Linked DNA regions of Rattus norvegicus: regions 2 and 3 are each linked to region 1. Evidence: chromatin contacts called from public Hi-C data. All regions are on one chromosome and are shown on one strand. Each heading gives the region's core, a stretch centred on a gene start, on an enhancer-like site or on the middle of the called end of the contact. The rest is flanking DNA. Distances are from core to core; before and after follow the strand shown. Region 1 holds the start of Golga5 (golgin A5). Region 2 holds the start of Atxn3 (ataxin 3). Region 3 holds the start of Gon7 (GON7 subunit of KEOPS complex).

What was found. Hi-C and Micro-C count contacts between places; a contact is called where the count stands out from the background.
Region 2: a contact with region 1 is called in a Hi-C map of mammary epithelial cells, with 3 times the contacts expected there. The contact joins the promoter of Atxn3 here to the promoter of Golga5 in region 1. A contact is called at or near these places in 2 of 12 Hi-C or Micro-C datasets (Schwann cells and mammary epithelial cells).
Region 3: a Hi-C map of liver shows a contact between it and region 1, with 3 times the contacts expected there. The contact joins the promoter of Gon7 here to the promoter of Golga5 in region 1. A contact is called at or near these places in 2 of 12 Hi-C or Micro-C datasets (liver and mammary epithelial cells).

The regions. Positions count from the first base shown.
Region 1 is chr6:127,375,730-127,378,642 of GRCr8, forward strand. It overlaps Golga5 (golgin A5), which reads left to right and starts at 1,515. Exons shown (of 13, transcript NM_001033065.2): 1 at 1,515-1,733.
Region 2 is chr6:126,871,280-126,874,192 of GRCr8, forward strand. Atxn3 (ataxin 3) reads right to left here and starts at 1,502. Exons shown (of 11, transcript NM_021702.2): 1 at 1,374-1,502. The coding sequence starts at 1,397. It overlaps LOC134479251 (a long non-coding RNA gene), which reads left to right and starts at 1,752. Exons shown (of 2, transcript XR_010052329.1): 1 at 1,752-2,535.
Region 3 is chr6:127,661,737-127,664,649 of GRCr8, forward strand. Gon7 (GON7 subunit of KEOPS complex) reads right to left here and starts at 1,540. Exons shown (of 2, transcript NM_001142941.1): 1 at 1,282-1,540. The coding sequence starts at 1,486. Ubr7 (ubiquitin protein ligase E3 component n-recognin 7) reads left to right here and starts at 1,718. Exons shown (of 11, transcript NM_001007705.1): 1 at 1,718-1,894. The coding sequence starts at 1,745.

The sequences.
Region 1 (2,913 bases), core at 265-2,764:
CACATCATTGCCTGACTCTGAAAGTTTAGGCTTGTATATATTGAGGCCTGTATACATTCCATCAGTGAAAGGTGGGTCATATGATCAAATGGACATCAGTGGAGCTGGAAAAGATATCTCCATCTCGGGATGTGTAGCAGTCACCTGGCAACCTCTGCAACAGGAAGAACAGCTGGTTCGTCAGAGCTGGGGTACCACTTACCACACAATAAGAGCACTCCTTAAAGCATTGTGAGAATGAAGCTCAGGGATCCTGAAAACTGTTCTCCACTTAATAATGGCTCGAAGACCACAGCAACAGTGATTTTCTCCTTTTGCTGTGAGTTATTCTCATTACTGGACTGGATTAACCCGACTTAATAGGAAGAAAATGGTTTGTAATTATTCCCAATATTTAATGTGGGGACAATAAAACATTGAGTCTAGGAGGGGCACAGACTTTGGAGTGAGATGGACCCCTCTTTTAAGGGCAGATAATATTGGAAAGATTATTTAACATTTTTTAAATCTTAGTTTCCTCAATGCCCAAAAGCACTTACTTGAGAATTTATCAAAGGCTTTTCATGAGGGCCAAATTAGCCTGGTCTTGTTCACCCAGTAGATGTGGCATTCGATGAATTATTGAATGCAGATTTTATTTTTTTTTCTTTTTTCTTTTTTTTTTCGGAGCTGGGGACCGAACCCAGGGCCTTGCGCTTCCTAGGTAAGCGCTCTACCACTGAGCTAAATCCCCAGCCCCGCAGATTTTATTTTTAAACACCCATTTCAAAAAGTCTGTGAACTGTACACAAAAGATAACTATAGTAGTATCGAACAATGGTCTCAGTCCAGGATATCTTTTCTACCAGGAACCCTCACAGCCTGATTTATTTTTGTGCCTCTGAACACTTCTCCATGTTTTTCTGGATTTACAACCTTGGTAAATGGTCTGAACTATTGTTCTTTCATTGGTTTAGGCAAAAATCTATCTCTCTTGCTTGAAAGCAAGCTCCACAAAATCAGGGGTCCGGTTTTCTTTTTTAAATTGTGTTCTTTTTGTTTTGTTTATTTTTTTATTAAATTATTTTACTTATTTACATTCCAAATGTTACATCACCACCACCACCCCTTTCTGGTTCCCCCCTTCCCGAGTTCTTCACCCCATCCCTTTAAATTGTTTTGTTAGTTAAAGTGTGTATGTGAGTGTGTGTTCTGTGGGCACGCTTTGTGGATGAACTCAGGCCGTCTGTCCTGGCTATTTATTCTATTTACTTTATTTTCTGAACCATCCCAGGCCTGGGGATTACAGTTGCATGCTCTACCTCGAAATTCTCAGGAGGACAACTTTGAAAGGGAGGAGGAGCTCAGAGGCTCATGCCCCGCCCAGTTTGGGTTGGACCTCCCATGTCATTCACAGGACCATGCCCCCGTTGTAGGCGTGCCCCGCAATGTTGTGGCAGCCGCGTGCGGGCGGTGTTACGTCACACGCACGCTGGCGGGGCGCCCGGGTCCGCGGCCGACGGAAGTGGGGCGTGGCCAGGCGCTAGGGCCCCGCGGCCGCCGGCGCCGCCGCCTGAGTGACCTGCTAGGCGGCCAGCGGCACTCAGCTATCCGCCGCTCAGGCAGCTGAGCGGCCACTCTGTTTTGAGGTCCTCGCCGCCCTTCCACGTCTCCCGGAAGAGCTAGCCGGCAGGTCCGGGAGCAGCCGGCTGCTGTGGCGGCCCGGGTGGGTGACGAGGCCGCGGCGTCCTCAGGTGAGGCGCGACTAGGCCGCGGGCGGGACGGCTTGGCCTGTGGGACCCGGTCTCCGCCTTTCCCGAGCGCTGTCGAGCTCGTCTTCGCTCAGGGCTAACGAAGGGGACGCCACAGCCCCGTAGGCTCTGGACACCGGGGTTGACCTGCCCTCCACCCCGACTCTGCTCCGGGGGCGCAGTGCGGTGTGTTCTCGCCTCCCGGGCACCCGTGGTCACACCGCCCGGCCTGGCGGCTGACCCCTGACCCCGCCTCTGTTTGACATCTGACCTCCCGGTGGCTTTGCACCACGGGAAGTCCCCTCTTGGAGTCTGTCACTGAGACATGAGTTCAGGCCCCAGCTCAGTGTCTACACGCCATGTGAAGGATGTGTTTTAAAGCCCCGTTAACTTTCAGATGGAAGGCAAGACATTAATTGTCTTTGGGCTTTTTTATTAGGAGAGCCAATTTTCTCTCGCTCATCACCATTTTTTACATTACACCTATATGGCCTTTTATAAGTCAGAATGCATGTTACATTGCTGTTTTCGTTTGATTTCTCATAAACTGAAACACACACCTAATGGGTTTCCTAAAGAGTGTGTTTAAACAGTTTATTCCGGACGAGGTTAGATGCGGAGAGGAAGAGGTTAAAAGATGGGTTTGCCACTAGACTTCTAGACTTAGATTCCAGCGTCTGAGGTGCCATCTAAGTTCTGGGATCTTTCTAAACAATATGCATGTTTGTTAGTTCCTAAAGGGCATTGCAATTTACCACATATTGTAGCTGAGAATGTATTTCGTGATACTGTTTGCACAACACCTGACGTAGGGATGAATTGCTTCAGTAGTGTTTCCAGAAGTGCCAGTGTGGGCTGGATTCGGAATTCATCAGTGAGCAACCAATGCATTGTTTACCCACCCACTCCCCTTTCTCCAGCCAAGAGAGACAGTTTTAAAACAACAGTGAGAACAACCCGAAGCAGTGTAAGGCAAAAGAAGGGCCAAAAGACCTAGCATGGATGGGAAGGAGGAACAACTCTGATGTCAATTTAGTGAAGAAAGCCTAAGCATTGGCTACATAACAGTTCCAAGCTGAAGGAATGCTGTCCATATTCAACCAACATTGTCCACTTTGTAGCTTACTTGTTTTACTTCATTGCCTTGACTTACGTGGCAACCTGTAAGGTGCGTGTATGTGTT
Region 2 (2,913 bases), core at 252-2,751, 500 kb before region 1:
CTCAGACACCTGGAATCCACACCAAGTTGGAAAGAGAGGACAGACTTTATCAAGTCATCCTTGACCTCCACACAAGCACATGCATTTTTCTTTTAAGAATACATGGCAGGAGTCTCACAAAACAGTGTATAAAGTATAACATGTTTAAAATGGATTTTATCCCAAAGAGTATAACATGTTTAAAATGGACTTTATCCCAAAGCCTTTGGAAAATTACAAAAGAGTGGGGGAGGGGGTGGCGCACTCAGAGTCAGGGCACATGGTCATAATCCCAGCCAGCACTCAGGAGGCAGAGACAGTAGGATGGAGAGTTTGGGGCCAGCTTGGGCTACAAGAAATCTTGTCACAAACTAACTTGTTCCAGTTCCAAAAACACTATGAAAGGTCTTCTTAAGAACACTTTCATTTAACAACTTCCTTAGATTTACAGCATTTTTGTCTTTCTTTTGTCGTGCATGGACTTTAAACGTTGTGAATGAATGCTCCTTTACAAATGATAAAAACAAAGGCCTTTGCTCCAACTGTAATAATAGTCTCAACTAGCAACCCTCTCCAAACCTAAAATGATTATGAAACACGGAATCATGCCAAAGTTGTCCGAGGAACACCCAAATGACTTGATAATTGTATGCGAGCATAGACCAGTTTCTCGAGATGTCACAATACTGTAAAGCGTAGTCACTTAGGAATTAAGGTGAGGAAGAGACTAGCCAAATCACACAGTAGAAAGATTCTAATCTATCCATAATACCTAAAAACAAAGCTGGCCTCCTGGTCCGGAAAAATGGGAGAGCAGCCCAAACATCCCGTAATAAAAACTCTTATGACGACTTCCCTCCGGGATTTCCTACTTTACTTCCCAAGTGTCAGGCCCTTCAATGGGAGAGCCACGGTCACAACTGCAGAAGGACGTGGGATAGATCACCAAGATCTAAATGCATGGGACATTCCATCATAGAACTGAGTTGAGAGAGAAAGTTGGTTCTGCCAGAGGATAGGTCAGGGGGAGTGGGTGGAGTTGGGAAGGGTCCGTCAGGTGTGGAAAGGCGTCTCGCTAGACTAGACCACAGGAGAGAAGATAGAAGAAACCCGAAAAGGCGTGGCAAGTGAACAAGAAACGCCCGCGCTAATCCTCCGGATGAAGCCCCCCGAAATGCCCAGGTTACCCGCCCGGTCTTTTAGGGTGAGGGTGCCGGAGACGCATGCGGGAGGCTTCATGAACGGTGCCATGGGGGGAAGGCAGGAAGCACCCCTCACCCAGCCAAGTCGGGATGGGGGCGCTCGGGCCCCGCCTGAGTTCCTGAAGCGGCGACGCTGCTCCCCACGCCCGCCGCCGAGCCGCGGACGGCTCCCCACCGAACGCCCACACTCACTTTCTCGTGGAAGATGGACTCCATGTTTATTTGTCTGGAGCCAACGGCCCCGGCGCGGAGCAGCCCCCTCCAGCAGCTCCGCCCCCGGCCCCACCCCTCCGCCCCGGCCCGCCCCGCCCTACCCACGTGCCTCCCGCCACCCAATCACTACTGCGGGCGCACGTCACGCGGCACGCGAGCCGGGGAGCACGGGACACGTGACCTGGGCGGCGCTGGTCCTCCCGCCGCGTGTGTGATGCTGCGGCGCCGCCTGCTGTGCGGAGGAACTTCTCTACGCTAGACAATGTTGTGATTCTAGGGTTCTAGATGAGAATCCTCGCAGCCAGGTTTTAGGTTCTTTTTTTTTTCTCCATTTCCACCTTTTTTGGTACTTTCTGCTCAACTACGTGTAATACCTCCTCTCCCACTGAAAACCTCATTCCAAAAAAGGCATTCTCCCAATACCTAGTATTTGTGTGAAAACTATAGCTAGTATTTAGTTAGGGCTGACTTATAATAGTCCACTTCTAAGTGCGATTTAATGCGGCATTTTTGATGTGTGTGTATGTTGTAATATTATTATACAAATGAAGAAATGTAGGCACTAAGAAATTAGAATAGCACAGTGTCCAACACAGTTGCCTGTCGGAATGAGTATCAGGTCCCAGGATAAATGTACAATATCTGAAGGAGGAAGCGTCGATGGGGAAGTGAAAAGTCCAGTAAAATGTTGAGTGGCTCGCGCCGGGGGTGGGGGAGGGATTGACAAAGATTAAGTGTTATTTGGGCGCGGATCTTGTGTGGTGGAACCATTTTAGGTTCTTCAAAGTCAGCAAAGAAACTGGGTACAAAGACTCATTCTCCTAATCCTTGCACCTGAAGGTAGGAGGAGTATGTTGTGTTGGACTGTGGCAGCCTGTAACCAGGGTTTCTAGGACGATCCTGCCCGCCACCTCCCAACCAAAAACAAAACAAAACAAACAAAAAACCTACAGGAGGTTACAGATTTTCAAAACTAGAGACATGGGGTCAAATTAGAATTTTAGAAGATCACTGGGGAACAGAATACTTGAAAGGCATTTTGGGAGAAATGAGGAGACAATGGTGGTCAGAACTCCAGTAGTGATTTGAGAATGGAGAGAGACCAATTTGAAGTTTCAGGAAGCAGACTCAGAAGACTTTGGTGAGGAACTGGGGTGAAAGGGGTTATTGTTAGGAAAGATTTGTGGGTGTCTGCTGTAGGTACCACCTAAAGAAGGAGTAATACTCCAACCAGAAATACTGTGCAGAATGAGCAGGGTCTTGGGAAGGGAAGACAAGGGTTTAATTTGGGGAATAATGAGTTTAAATGTCTGTGCAACATAAGGTACTTTTGTGAGTAATAGATGTCTGGCCTGGAGTTTACAGAAGCTGTTTTGAGCTGTGAGGTGAGATTCATTGCAATTTAGAAGGTAACTGGCTATGAGGTTAAGAGCATTTGCCACTTCTCTTGTAGAGGACCTGGGTTTGATTCTCAGAACCCACATAGAGGCTCACAGAATTTGGTATCTCCAGATTCAGG
Region 3 (2,913 bases), core at 290-2,789, 290 kb after region 1:
GAATTAGGAAGTACAGTTTAACCTCCTCCTTAGTTCCTTGATTCCTTAGTTCAGGACGATATCTATCTTGGGATTCAATTCAAGATAAGAAAAATAAATGTAGCCAAGCTTGAGTGTGGGCACATTTCTTTATTCCCGACTGCTGAGGCAGAGTCAGGCGGCTCTCTGCAACTCAAAGCTAGTCTGGTTTAACAGTTACATGGTGACAATGTCTACAAAATAATTTTATTCCTAGTAACAGGGTTGGGGCTGGAGAGATGGCTCAGCGGTTAAGAGCACTGCCAACTTTATCCCTGCATGCACAAGGCACTCTCAACTGTCTGTACCTCTGCTTCAGGGGATTTGATGCCCTCTTCTGGCCTCCAAAGGCACTGCACATAAGTGGTGTACAGACACGCATGCAGGTAAAACATCCATCTTTAAAAACAAACTCCAAACCTAACAGTTAAGTTTCTAGAACAGTAGAGGGGGTGAGAGAAAGCAAGAGCCAGAGGAAAGGAAAGTGTACGGCAGCGGTGATAACCAGTAAAAGTTGGCAACCTAAACGTTCGATCATGGAAGAGGGAGGGGCTCATGAGGCGCCTCTCCTCCCGGAGGAGCGTTTGGCAGTTGATGGGGGGCGCGGAGTCATTGTTTTCTTCAGTGGTTTAGTCACTGCTGAGTTGCCCTAGTTCCTGTAAACAACCCACCCAAGCTCACACAAATATCCTTAAATAAACTCAGTGAGTGACAACAAAAGAAAGGGCAGGAGCCCTGTTGGGAAGGGGTTCAGCGGGGGATAGAGAGAGACCAGAATGCACTACATACATGAATGAAACTATCAATTAATTTAAAAACTAAAAAACCCTTTTACTTTCAAAACAATACCTATAAAACTGAGAGGGTTAAGATTCCCTAAAACAAAGTGGGTCTCGATCATCTGAAGCTCTTATTCTGTCAAATGTTTTTCTAATTTCTAACTTCACTCCTTTTCTTCTTTCAACAATCAGCTCCAAAGTCCCGCCCTTTCGGTCTTCCTGCCAGTTAGCAATGGTTACAGACCACCACACTTTCTCGAGCAGATCTGCCTATCTCGATCCTTTGCAAGGGAGTCGAGCTGACTTCGTTCGTTGTCCAGTCCCTAATCCAACACTCGCCGCGGTGGGAGATCAGACAAAGAGGGCAGAGAGGACTAACGATTTTTAGAAGCGATTCCTCCTCCCCCAGTCTCGCCTTCTCTAGGCTGCCCTTCACACTGCCTGCCCCCGCCAGAGTCCCCCGGCGCCCCGCCCCCGCGCTCACCATCCAAAGCGTCCTCCGGATCTTCCGCCACGCCCTGTGCGTCCTGCTCCACTAGGGTCCCGAAGAACTCCGCTACCAACTCCTTCATGCGGACCACGCCCGCCGACAGGCTCTGGAGAGGGTCCGCGTCGCTCGACGCTTCACAGGACACTTGTAGCCGCTGCGGCTCCCCGTCACCACCGACATACTCGCCAGAAAGCTCCATGGCGACCGCTCAGCTTCAACAGCGCGCCACAGAGAATCGTCACCCGGAAGCGGAAGCCAGCCCGCAGCCAGGGCGGGCGGGAGAGGAGAGTAGGAGGGATGACTTCCGTTTTCCCGGAATTGCCCCGCCTATTTTCTTCCTTCTCCTTCCTTGGGATTGGTTGGCTGGTGCTCGGGCCCCTCCTTCTCGCGACGCCCCTGGCGGCCACTTTTCCCGCCGCCTCCAGGGCCACGCAGCGGAGCCCGGTGACAGTTGAGGATGGCCGGAGCCGAGAGTCCCACCGGGTGCCAGGCGGAGCTGGAGCCCGTGGTGTCGCTGGTGGACGTGCTCGAGGAAGACGAGGAGCTGGAGAATGAGGCGTGCGCCGTCTTGGGCGGCAGCGACTCCGAGAAGTGCTCCTACTCGCAGGTGCGCGTGGCCCGGCTGCTCCCGCCGACCTGCCTGTTTCCCGCTGGCCGCAGCCCGGCCGGCTCCGGGGCGGCCCTTTACTTTGTGCTTCCACAGCCGGGGCCCAGCTGCCCTTTGATCCTCAGCTTGTCACCACCAGGGCTGTCCTTCTGTCCTGCTGGCCATACACTGTAGGCTTCGGTCCTGGAGCAGCAGCTCTGTCCTCCAGTTGTCGCCTCTTGGTGGCCTGCTTTCCACGAGATTATTCTTGTGACCTCTTAAATCCAGATATTCTTCGCCCCACTTCTACCCCTAAAGAATGTTAATTAAGGGACTAGATGGGGAAACGTAAAGAAAAATTGGGCCGAATTCGAAAGTCTTCCGGTGAGGGTGGGCTTCTGGACACTACTGTAGTCTAGTTTAACTGCTAGCTGCGCCTCCCCCCCCTTCCGGTTAAATGAAGTTCCGTGTATAAGTGCTGTATGACACCCCCTCTCCCTCGGGAGTAGATCGAAGCCAGAACATCAGGTGGCCCTGGAAAACCAAGAGAGGAGAAAAGGATCTTCTTGGGGTTTCTGAACAAGAGTTTGAGGGGCTGGGATGTAGCGTTTACTGACGCTTACTATACATTTAAGTACTAAAGTGGAAAAGGGTGTGTAGGAAGGAAACTTAACAAGGATGAGAATTGGTGGAAGGAAACAGGCTAACTATGCCCATGGTTGGAGAGGAAGACTGGGGAAGGAGTGAAGGGGCTTGGAGTTAATTGTGTGGTGTGGACCGAAGTCATAATACTATTTTTCTTTGTTGACCAAGTTGGGTTTGCACTGCAAAATTGTTGGATTGTTGAATAAGTCTTGTATCCCAGAAACGGTCGCACAGTAGTCGCTGGCATTTAAATCGAAGGATCGCTGTTAGGTTTCAAACTTTGGACAAAGGGGCTGCTGTGCCTATTTAACATATCAAAGAGGATGGTGGCCTCCAGGTTCTCCCTGTCCTTCTGTCCCTTCCGGAGCCCTCCTGACTGGGGCTGGGCTACCCTT